Regions from separate parts of the Mus musculus genome. Here region 2 is linked to region 1. Evidence: chromatin contacts called from public Hi-C data. All regions are on one chromosome and are shown on one strand. Each heading gives the region's core, a stretch centred on a gene start, on an enhancer-like site or on the middle of the called end of the contact. The rest is flanking DNA. Distances are from core to core; before and after follow the strand shown.

Evidence for each region. A called contact is a pair of places that touch in the nucleus more often than the background predicts.
Region 2: a Hi-C map of liver shows a contact between it and region 1, with 4 times the contacts expected there. The contact joins the promoter of Anks4b here to the enhancer-like site in region 1. A contact is called at or near these places in 6 of 39 promoter capture datasets (the 3T3-L1 cell line, cranial neural crest, embryonic stem cells and 3 more), 1 of 484 Hi-C or Micro-C datasets (liver) and 2 of 9 other capture datasets (adipose tissue and liver).

The regions. Positions count from the first base shown.
Region 1 is chr7:119,665,345-119,671,440 of GRCm38.p6, forward strand. No RefSeq gene overlaps it. Among named protein-coding and RNA genes, the nearest start is that of Acsm4, 22 kb to the right of the region's middle. Within about 2 kb of position 2,732, at least 4 of the 459 cell types and tissues checked have an H3K27ac peak or open chromatin away from gene starts, as enhancers often do. A contact at or near this core is called in liver, where this site is marked.
Region 2 is chr7:120,171,484-120,177,579 of GRCm38.p6, forward strand. Anks4b (ankyrin repeat and sterile alpha motif domain containing 4B) reads left to right here and starts at 2,375. Exons shown (of 2, transcript NM_028085.2): 1 at 2,375-2,599. The coding sequence starts at 2,436.

The DNA of each region.
Region 1 (6,096 bases), core at 1,482-3,981:
AATGTGGTTGCACCTCAAATGAATGTTTGTTTTCCAAGTCAATTCAAACTATAGAGATTTTATGGGAAATTTTGCAGGGGTGTTAGTGAACCAGCTTCTGTTGTGAAAGTAAAAAGTGAAGGGAGATACAGACCCACATCTCTTTATAAGATGGAAGAAGAAGTGTATACTACTCAAACAGGTGGCTCCATCTGCCATCTATGAGGAGAATCCAACTGTTGATACACAACCAATTATGTATCAATCTCAAAATTATACTATTGACTCTTAGGGTACATATCACCTCACAAAAGTCAGAGATGTGTGAAAGGTGGTGTATAAACTGACAACATGACTGATTTTTTATTGTAGTTATAAGAAAGCAAGACAACTGGGAGAATCCAGAGCAAAGAGAGAAAGAAGTAGAAGCAGACTGACCATGGCCAGCTGATTAGACCTGGTCATGAGAGAAGTGGGAGCAGGGCAGATGGATAGAGATGGGTTGGGAGTGTGGGAAAGGAGAGAGAGAGAGAGAGAGAGAGAGAGAGAGAGAGAGAGAGAGAGAGAGAAGGAGAGAGAGAAGGAGAAGAAGAAGAAGAAGAAGAAGAAGAAGAAGAAGAAGAAGAAGAAGAAGAAAAGAAAGAAGAAAAGAAAGAAGAAGAAGAAAAGAAAGAAGAAGAAGAAGAAAAGAAAGAAGAAGAAAAGAAAGAAGAAGAAGAAGAAGAAGAAGAAGAAGAAGAAGAAGAAGAGAAGAAGAAGGAGAAGAAAGGAGGAGGAGAAGGAGAAGGAGAAGGAGGAGGAGGAGGAGGAGGAGGAGGAAGAGGAGGAGGAGGAGGAGGAGAGAAGAAAAGAAAGAAGAAGAAGAAGAAGAAAAGAAAGAAGAAGAAGAAGAAGAAGAAGAGAAGAGAGGAGAAGAAGAAGAAGAGAAAGAAGAAGAAGAAGAAGAAGAAGAAGAAGAAGAAGAAGAAGAAGAAGAAGAAGAAGAAGAAGAAGAAGAAGAAGAAGAAGAAAAGAGGAGGAGAGAGCAAGAGAGGGATGGAGGGGGAGAGGGAAAGTGAGGAAGAAAGAGAGAGGGCATACCAAAATAGCAGAGCTATAAGGGGAGTGGTATAGCCATGGGGAAGGAAGCCTGTGAGCTAGGGGGGCTTAGGGTAGGGGAAGAGGTGAGAAGAGTCCTGATACTAGCATGGCCTTTGAAATGGATAACAGGTTCTTGTGATTCTGAAGGAGCTTGAAGGCCAGCATATGCCATGGTATGCTAATAGACAGCCATTTGTCCCTTCTGCCTTTTGGATCTTGGGGAAATGGACAGGTGCATCAGCTTTGGAGACGAGCAATGGGGAGAACACGGACAGTTGTGACTAACAGATGTGATCCCTTCCTGAAAGGGGTGATTCCTCACTGGGCATATATAAGTGTAAAATTTGTTTTTCCTGAGAAATATGAATAAGAAGATGTTTGGGGGTTTGTTTGTTTATTTGTTTGGTCTCACGTAGCCCAGGCTGGTCATATATAACTGAAGATGGCCTTTAACTTCTGTTCTTCCTGCCTCTACATGCACATAATGGGATTACAGATGTGCATTCTTGGTCTTTGTGGTGCTGAGGCTTGGACCCAGGACCTTGTGCATGCTGGGTAAGCACTCTACCAATCGAGCTGCATCCCCAGCTCTACACTTTTTAGAGATTTTATTTATTCTATGTATATGAGTACACTGGGGCTGTCTTCAGCCACACCAGACAAGGGCATCGGATCCCATTACAGATGGTTGTGAGCCACCATGTGGTTGCTGGGATTTGAACTCAGGACCTCTGGAAGAGCAGTCAGTGTTCTTCTCTCCAGCCCCCAGCTCTACATTTTTAGAACTCTAAATACAATTTTATTCCAAAGTTAAAGGATCACTTTAAAACTGAGAAATAAACACATATAAACTTAACAGTGGACAGGAAACCTGGGCCTTCTGCTAAATCCCCATGAGTCATCCTCTTAAAATTCTCTGGGCATACCCAGAAGTATGCCCATACAATGTGAAAGACTGAGGGAAAACAACTAATCAAATGTGAACAATACATGTGAAAGTAGCACACGAAATATGCTTGTGAGCGTGAGCATGACTAAGAGAAACGCGCCCCTGTTTTACAATGCCTAGGTTATTAATCCAACCATAATCATGCACAGAAAATTGCTTAGCACAATTTCTATCACAATTTTCTTTCAACCTTCATGCCAGTTCTTAAAAAGACACTTAAGGACATATCTCTGAAGGACATACAAATTGTGTGTCAAAATAAGTGTATATAATATTAAGCATTGAGAACTAACATGCTATAAGAATGTGATTCCAAATAATCAATGATAAAAATTCACTTTCATATTTCATAAAATGACCCTTAAGCCAATCAGTAACAATACTGCAAGTTAATATGTAAATGAACAGAAAACTTGGAAAGTTATGGGAATGACAACAAATGCAATCATCATTTTACAAAATTGATATTTATGAGTATGACAAGAAGACATGAATGAAAATATAATCCCACCTAACCCAGACACCTAGCCTTAGTTTTGTGCAAAACAAATAAACAAAGCAAAACACCCTCTCCAAAGTGAGTTCTGGAACATTTTCCCTTTGACACTCAAACCTTGGTAAAGTACAGAGTGTACTTCTTGGAAGCAGCTACTACTTGACAGAGAGCAATAACCTGGATTGTAAGGGTCAAAGACACAGATCAAATATGCCAAAGAGCAAAGTCTGTCCTACCACTAGCTGGTGAAAGTCCTGAGTCATGGACATCCAGTTCCAGTTGGTGGCTGTCGGGATATTAACCGTGGTTCTGTAATCAGACATGGATGAAGCCCGACAGAACTTCTCTCTGAAAACCAAGCTTCAAGAGTGGATGGCCTAGAACAAGCAGATAAGCCACTTAACTGCTCAGGGGAGAGAAAGTCTTACTCACCCATGGGAATTTAGCCAGACAAAGTGAAAAGTAAAATAAAATAAAACAAAATAATAATAAGCATATTTCATCAAGGTTCATCATGGCATTCCCTTCTTGTGGGTGTGGATAAACAGAATAAATGTTCCTTACTTGAGGTTGGGTAAGTGCAACGATTCTGACTTTGAACAAGAGTCCGTGATCACTAGAGATTTCTGGAGCCCTTGTCCAGTAACCTAGTACAGGTCGGTCAAAACCAGTGTGACCATATCTATGGGATGTTCTCTTCCCTCTCTCTTAGCCCTTCCTCCTCCTCCTCCTCCTCCTCCTTCTCCTCTTCCTCCTCTTCCTCCTCCTCCTCCTCCTCCTCCTCCTCCTACTACTACTACTACTACTCCTCTTCCTCCCCTCCTCCTCCTTCTTCTTCTTCTCCCCCCCTTCTCTCTCCTCTACAAACAATACACACACACACACCTTTGTGTCCCTGTAATGGAGGGTGTGTGTGGCATTTCTGTAGTAAAGTGCATACTCTCACAGTAAGAAATGAACCTCTGCAACCAACAGATTGGGAAAGGATCTTTACCAATCCTAAATCTGATAGGGGACTAATATCCAATATATATAAAGAACTCAAGAAGCTAGACTCCAGAAAATCAAATAACCCCATTAAAAATGGGGTACAGAGCTAAACAAAGAATTCTCAACTGAGGAATACCGAATGGCTGAGAAGCACCTGAAAAAATGTTCAACATCCTTAGTCATCACTCCAGTCAGAATGGCTAAGATCAAAAACTCAGGTGACAGCAGATGCTGGCAAGGATGTGGAGAAAGAGGAGCACTCCTCCACTGCCGGTGGGATTGCAAGCTTGTACAACCACTCTGGAAATCAGTCTGGTGGTTCCTCAGAAAATTGGACATAGTACTACCGGAAAATCCAGCAATACCTCTCCTGGGCATATACCCAGAAGATGTTCCAACTTGTAATAAGGGCACATACTCCACTATGTTCATAGCAGCCTTATTTATAATAGCCAGAAGCTAGAAAAAAACCAGATGTCCCTCAACAGAGGAATGGATACAGAAAATATGGTACATTTACACAATGGAGTAGTACTCAGCAATTAAAACAATAAATTTATAAAATTCTTAGGCAAATGGATGGATCTGAAGGATATCATTTTGAGTGAGGTAACCCAATCACAAAAGAACACACATGATATGCACTCACTGATAAGTGGCTATTAGCCCAGAAATCTAGACTGCCCAAGATACAAAACACAGGAAACTCAAGAAGAAGGAAGACCAATGTGTGGATACTTTGTTCCTTCTTAGAATGGGGAACAAAATAGCCATGAAAGGACTTACAGAGACGAAGTTCAGAGCTGAGACAGAAGGAAGGACCATCCAGAGACTCCCCCACCCGGGGATCCATCCCATATACAACCACCAAACCCAGACACTATTGCATATGCCAGCAAGATTTTGCTGACAGGACCCTGATATAGCTATCTCTTGTGAGGCTATGCCAGTGCCTGGCAAATACAGAAGTGGATGCTCACAGTCATCTATTGGACGGATTACAGGGCCCCCAATGAAGGAGCTAGAGAAAGTACTCAAGGAGCTAAAGGGGTCAGCAACCCTATAGGAGGATCAACGATATGAACTAACCAGTACCCCACAGAACTGTGTCTCTAGTTGCATATGTAGCAGAGGATGGCCTAGTCGACCATCAATGGGAGGAGAGGAGAGGCCCTTGGTCTTGTGAAGATCATATGCCCCAGTACAGGGGAATGCCAGAGCCAGGAAGTGGGAGTGGATGTGTTGGGGAGCAGGGTGGGAGGATAATATAGGGGACTTTCAGGATAGCATTTGAAATGTAAATGAAGAAAATATCTAATAAAAAAAGAAAAAACATTAGAATATTTAAAAAAAAAAAAAAAGAAGGTTGATCAGTAAAAGTAAAGTGGAAAAAAAAAAAGAAATGATCCTCTGCGTATTCCAACATTGCTAAAGCCTTTTCCACTCTGGGTACATCAACACTGCACAGGACAGATTCTACAAGACACAAGACAAAAACTCACTTTCTGATCAAGTCACTCTTGATATAGCCCCTACAGAAACTTCCACTTTGTTCCATTTGAGGAGCTTCTCTAGGTTCCTGTCAAAGAGACAGATGCAGAGTCCCTAGGGGCAGCACTCATAGCATGGAAGAGATGATTTACAATAGCCTAAGCCAGCAACCTGGAAAGCTCAGAATGAAATGGCCACATTCAACAGACCAGAATTTACATCAAGAATCATTCACAGATTCCAGGGCCACCGACCTTTCACCAGCGCGAACATAGTAAACAGTGGCATGTCAGATACAATAAAACTTGTAGCAGTCGCAGGGACAGGCAGTGTCACACAGGGCTTCCAACACGAGCATACTCCCTGAGACTTCTTTTAAATAAGAACAATGTATGTATTTCTAATTTTCCCTGAAATATAATCATTTACTGCACACTCTTCTCCACTATTGGGTATGATTCATTTGTTTAATATAATCACAATGTCATCTTTTTCTGGTGCTCCAAAAGTTAGCATTTTCGTGTTTGAACTCTGTCACCCTAGGTATATCAACCAAGGAGATATTGATATGAAAAAAAGTACCAGAGCCCTAGCAGGAAAACATGTTTTTCTAAGTTCTCATCTGTATAGAGAACTCAGTGCCCATCAAAGATCCCCTGAAAACTTCTATTGTGCGAAACTCTGGTGTGGGACAACTGAACCAAAGGGAAGCAGTCATGTGTTGTATCCAGTGTTTATTCATATTGACAGCTAAATAGTGGATAAGCCTCTGCAGCAGGAGCTAGAGTACCAGCTTCCTCTGCAGCGCCCTCTCCTGGGCTATCTCAAGATAATCGAAAGCATCAGAAGGAAGCAAAACTGGGGCTTGACTGGGAGAGTTTTGTGGCTGAAGACCAGAATGGGACTAGAAATAGGAATAGGGTTGCGGTTAGGGAGGGACACGAAGAGAGACAATGATATATCAGCTGGGCTCGGGTAAAGAGTGGGGAGTTAGAAAGAGTCTCAGTGTCAAACCAAATCCAGAGTGGTCGGGGCCACATCTGGTGCGAGTCAGGGATGAGATGGTCAGTGACGCAGAAGGTGCAAGCATCAAGTCAAAGGGACCTGGCAG
Region 2 (6,096 bases), core at 1,125-3,624, 510 kb after region 1:
GGGACTTTTGGGGTAGCATTGGAAATGTAAATGAGGAAAACCTAATAAAAAATTTCTTAAAAAGTATATCTGGTTCGAATCAAGAAGTTTTAATGTACATATATAATGATCAAATCATGTGTCTATCACCTAAGATATCATTTCTGTATGCAATCCTCTCCACTGACTGTGCTGAAATATACCATCCACTGGCCAACCACAGTTTTCTACTGTTCTGTAAAACACTACAAGTTCAATTTGGCAATTCCTTAAAACTAAATACAAATTACAATAAAACCCAGAAATTCCATGCCTTCCTATCTACCCAAGAGATGTAAAAATGTATGTTTACACAGGGCCATGTATGTGACTGTTCTTAATAACATTTTTCATCATTAATTAATGGAAGCAACCTAAACATACAAAGATGTTTGATGTGCTAGTGTAGTGGAATATTATTCAACAATTAAAAAATAAACTTTAAAAGATATTCCTTTTAAATAAAGGCCTCAAAACTATGTCACAGGATTCTAGTGATATAAAGTTCTCTACCTGCAACTATATATAGAGAAAACTGATTCATGATTTCTTAGGGTTGGGAGTAGGAATTAATTGCTAATAAACACAAAGGATTTCTTTTAAAAGTTCTGTTTTTACATGAACTCATTTGTCTTTGTGGTATGGGGGAGTCTGAGTTGGGATGGATTCCAGGGTTATCAGCTCATGAGAGATGGATTTAGTGTGGAGAAAACATTGCAAAACTGAGTTTACAAGAGGGCACTTGGCATGTGTTTGAATTACAAGTCTGGCAAAACTAGAATTTAATAAATTCATTGAATGAATCAACAAAAAGACCACCTACATGAAATAGTGGCATATGGGAATGTGATATGTTGAAGCTGTCCTCTATGGTTAGGGTAGCCCACAGCAATCTCCACCATGCAAATGAGGGCAGTCCTGATTGGCTAATATTTGATTTCCAGGACATACTGGGCTCACATGGTACAGCCTGTGGTTCTGAGTTGTACTTGGTTCAGATTGGCCTTATTCACTTACATCATTCTGCAACCAGAAAGTGCTGTTTCCTACAGGGACAAGGGTGGAGCAGAGACCGAAGGAAAGGTCATCCAGAGACTGCCTTACCTAGGGATCCATCCCATCTGCAGACACCAAACCCAGACACTATTGCTGATGCCAAGAAGCACTTGCTGACAGGAGCCTGGTATAGCTGTCCTCCTGAGAGGCTCTGCCAGAGCTGGGAGCAGTACAGATGTGAATGCTCACAGTCAAACCATCAGATTGAGCACAGGGACCACAATGGAGGAGTTAGGGGAAGGACTAAAGGAGCTGAAGGGGTTTGCAACCCCATAGGAGGAACAACAATATGAACCAACCAGACCCACCAGAGCTCCTAGGGACTAAACTACTAACCAAAGAGAACACATGGAGGTACCCATGGCTCCAGCTGCATATGTAGCAGAGGATGGCCTTATCTGGCATCACTGGGAGGGGAGGCCCTTCGTCCTGTGAAGGCTTGATGCCCCAGCATAGGGGAATGCTAGAGAGGTGGGGCAGGAGTAGGTAGGTGGGATAGCACCCTTATGCAAGCAGGGGAAAGGGGAGATGGAATAGAGGTTTTCGGAGGGGAAACTGGGAAGGGGATAATATTTGAATTGTAAATAAACAAAATAACCAATTAAAAAACCCTAACATCAATTCCTCTCTTTCCTATAGCCTGGGTATTGCTACTTGAATCATTTAAAAATATCTATAAATATTAATCATATACATATATATGTATATATAATGACATATGTGTATTTATGTATAATAGAAATATTTATAAAAGATTTTTAAAAAAGAAAGTGCTGTTTCCTTTTTGTGACACTCTCTAGACCAAGCTTTTTTGTGGCAGTTCCTGGAGAGTGACCTGTTTGTCTTCTGGCCTGTCAATCGGCCTTCTCTCCTCCATGTTATAGCAAAGATTTCACAACTGTAAATTTACTAAGATCTTTTATTTTATACTTCAAATGGCTAAATTCAAGTTGTACAAATTAGACCCCCTAAAATCTATTAAAACACCCCTTCTCCCACCCAAGTGAACTTAAACAGTTCAGAGTTTTTTGAGATTATTTCCCATATTCTGTGAGTGGGTGGTCAGTATCACATCTGACACTAGTTAATGGACACAGTAAAGATTAAACGTGCTTCACCACACTCATGACACACCTGTCAGGCCTCAGTGGTCATTGCCATGGTTGGTCCCCAAAGGAAAGGCCCAAGTCCAGGATTGCAGGTCTTCCTGGCTGGCTGCCTTCCAAGGAGCAAGGCCGGAGTGAACTTTGGCCTGGGGTGATACTCCCCGTCACTGATTAACCAGCCCTGTTGGAAGACTGTGTTACCAGCTCTGCCTAGACAAAGACTCCTACCTGGCCAAGCTCTGGTGGGCAGAAAAAATGTCTACCCGCTATCACCAAGCAGCGAGTGACAGCTACCTGGAACTTCTGAAGGAGGCCACCAAGCGTGATCTGAATCTCTCAGATGAGGATGGCATGACACCCACTCTCCTGGCAGCCTACCACGGCAACCTCGAGGCCCTAGAAATAATCTGCAGTAGAGGGTGAGTGATTCCTGTTAGGGTATCCTGGGTGGGGAGTACCACACCGGCAGTAAGAGACAGAGACATCCACGAAGACATTTTACTTCTTTCTAGGCTCCCTAAGTCTTTGGCTTTTAGAGAAAGAGTCAAGACTAAGCTAGGTATGGTTTCTTTCCCTGTGAAAACAGCCATTTAGGAGTCACTCAGGCAGAGGGGTGGGGGTAGGCATTGGAACTATATGCCCTGAAAGTCATATCCATGGAATTGAAATGGTTAACTCCTTAAAAAGAGGTCACCATGCTTTTTGGTTCAGTCATCCTCCTTGGTTAGGACATGGCTTTATTTTACGTTTTCAATTGTGTCACTAAAAACTATCTTTTATGAACACTCGGCCTTGGTGTAAGCTGAATTTTTGAATGAAATTTCTGGCTTTACAAGCTATAAAATGAGTCTTCAATCTTCACACACACACATACACACACCATCCCTTACCTTTAAATTCAAGTCTTTGCTAACTCTTTTATTCTGCTTGTCCTGCTCATTGCCAGAGGGCTAGTCAGGGTAGGCAGCTACGACTTAAGATGGGCAGAAATGGAGCGAAAGAGGAGTCTGGGAGAATGAGAGGAGTGGGAGTGGGAGGACGGGAGGGGAGGTAAAGAGTAAGAGAGCCAAGTGATTCCAGGACAGTGCATATTTAGCATCTGGCAGGTGACAGTCCACCTCTCCTCCTTCTCTCTCCTTCTTCCTCTTTCTCTTTCTTCCACTCCTTCCTCCTCTGATTCCAATTCTTCTCATATATTTTTGGTGCTGCCCAGATGGTGCTGATCAACAGAACATCCTAGTGTTCCTGTGGCAATCAGATCTGAGAGGGGAAGCCAAGCGAGCGGCTTTGGGTAGATGTGATAAAGCTCGTGCCAGGGAAGGGAAATTAAGCTGACATTAGAAAGACAAGGAGCTGATCGAGGTGGAGGGAAGTGTTTTCCCCCTAAGGCAGAACACTGTGCATTCCGAGGATGGAAGACATTGAGCTTGGCTGGACCTGACCTGCACAGGGACAGAACCTAAGCCATAAGACCAGACTATCAGGAGCCTTGAGAATTCTGCTGAGAACTTCAATCTTCTCCTGAGAGCCTAGACACCACACCCTCTATTTACAAAGGAGGCCATCAGATAGATTTATGCTTATGAATATTGTTCTGGTGATTGTACAGTGGTCACAGAGAATGTCTAGGGACATTCAAGGTAAAGTGAAACTCACGTGGTAACACTGGGCGTGGGTAGACACAGAGATGTGAGTGACAGTTTGGATGTCAGAGAGTGATTGGATGTGGCAAGTAAAGGAAGACGAGGGTCAACATCCATGTTTGGATTAAACAGATTGCGGGTCTGGCCACCTCGTTGGACTGGGGAACATGTCAGAAAGAGCGTGCTCACTCTCTATACGGCATCTCCTGAAGCTTTATTCAAGTTAGGTCTTTCTTTTTTTTTTTTTGAGTTAATGTCTCAGTTTTGCTACAGCAGTGAAGTATGCAACACTCTCTATTTAATTTACACCTTTAGTATCATAACCAGCAAATTTATTTCTTAGGTTATCCCCCTATTTGTTACATTTTTTTTTCTAGTTGGCAGTGTTGTGATGATTGTTCTTCCACGTAAGTCCTGGTCCATACTTTTTTTTTTCCGAGTGCAAATTCTCAGAACTAAAGTTGTCAGTTGGCCTACACTTGTGCTATGATAACGAAATACCTCAGACAAGGTAACTCAGAGAGGATAAAACTTATTCTCATAATTTTAAGAGCAGCCAGGAAGTCTAAGATCAAGTTGGCAAGAAGTTTGGTACCTGGAGAGATCAATTTTCTGTTTCCATGATGGGTTCTTATGGCTGCCACCTCTAGGGAGGGCAAAGGTGGAGCCCCCCCTCCCCCATGATAGGAGAGAGAGGAGGTACAGGCAAAGACAACTAGGAAAAGCAAGTTCCCTTCTTCGATAGGGAATCACTTTTACAAGGGGAAAGGCAGGGTCCTGGTGAGACTGAGAACGCCAGTGCTGAGCAGCCCTTACATTTCTGTCTGCGAGTCTATAACATTGCCCCAGTTTTATAACAGGTTCTTAAATATTGATTTATAAAATTGGCTTTCAGAGAAGGTGTGTGTGTGTGTGTGTATGTGCGAGAGAGAGAGAGAGAGAGAGGGGGGGGGAGGGAGAGAGAGGTTAATGGTAGTGTCAGCATACCAGGATGCATATGTAGAGATCAGAGGACAGCCTTGGTTGTCAGGCGTCCACTTTCCACAGTGTTTGAGAACAGGTCTCTTGTGATCTCAGATTAGCTGACCCATGACCCCCCAAGGACTCTCCTGTCTCTGCCTCTCATTTTGCCAGGAAAATGATGAAGAAGCCTTTGATCTGGCTTTATGTGAGTCCTGGGCATCTGAACTTAGGGCCTTAGCCTTGTACAGTGAACAATTTACCCACTGACCCATCTCATAGCCTTCAAAAGGCTTTTAAACTTAACAGCATCAACTCTTTATCATATATATTATGAAAGTTGACAATATTTTAACAATTAATACTGTAAGTATAAATACTTATATATATATATATATACACATAATATGTACTTATTGAATACATGCATATATAATATATATTTAAGTGGATATAAGTCTGTCAATTTCTGCTACCTAATTCTTTTTTTTTTTTTTTTTTTGGCTACCTAATTCTTATTTCAAGGTCATTCATTCCAAAATATTGGCTGATAAATATATTCCAAATTTTTTCTTTTCCCCATATGCACAAGTACATTTTTTTCTTAAAAAGGCACTAAGTTAATAATATGTCATTATCAATTTGAAGTTAAAAGTTAATATGCATGCAGTTGGTTTTTTATGACTACATTATATTCTATTGTATGGCTTTATTATTATTTATTTATTTTAAATCAACAAATAAAAATTGCACAGCTGGGCATGATGATAGTGTACCTGTACCCCCGCCATTCTGAGTCAGGAAGATGGTGAGCCTGATGCTAGCCCGAACTTCGTAGTAAGTCCCTGTCTCCAAAACTTTTCATATGCTTCATATACAGTATGGTATTTTAAATACATCTATGTTATGGAGTGATTGGATCAAGCTAATTATATGATACCGTGTACTTGTCATTTTTGCGATGAAGATATTTAAAACAGCCTCTTAACAATTTTCAAGGATGAAAACTGTTTCTCCTGTAGTCATCCCATTGTAGAGTGCATTGCTTGAACTGCCCGCGCCCCAATGGGCATTGTGAATCCCTAAACCTGAATCACCACACTTCCCTCCCTATCTCCAACCACTGCCTACTCCCGAGACTTTTATAGGCCCCATATTGTTTAGATCCACATTTGAGTGCAACTGTGAGGCCTTTGCCTTTTGGTGCCCAGCTTATTTCACTGAACATAACGTCCTCCGGCTCATCTATGTTTCCAAATGCAGGCCTGTCTTATTCTTTAAGGCAAAATAGTATTCTATCGTACATATGTGTG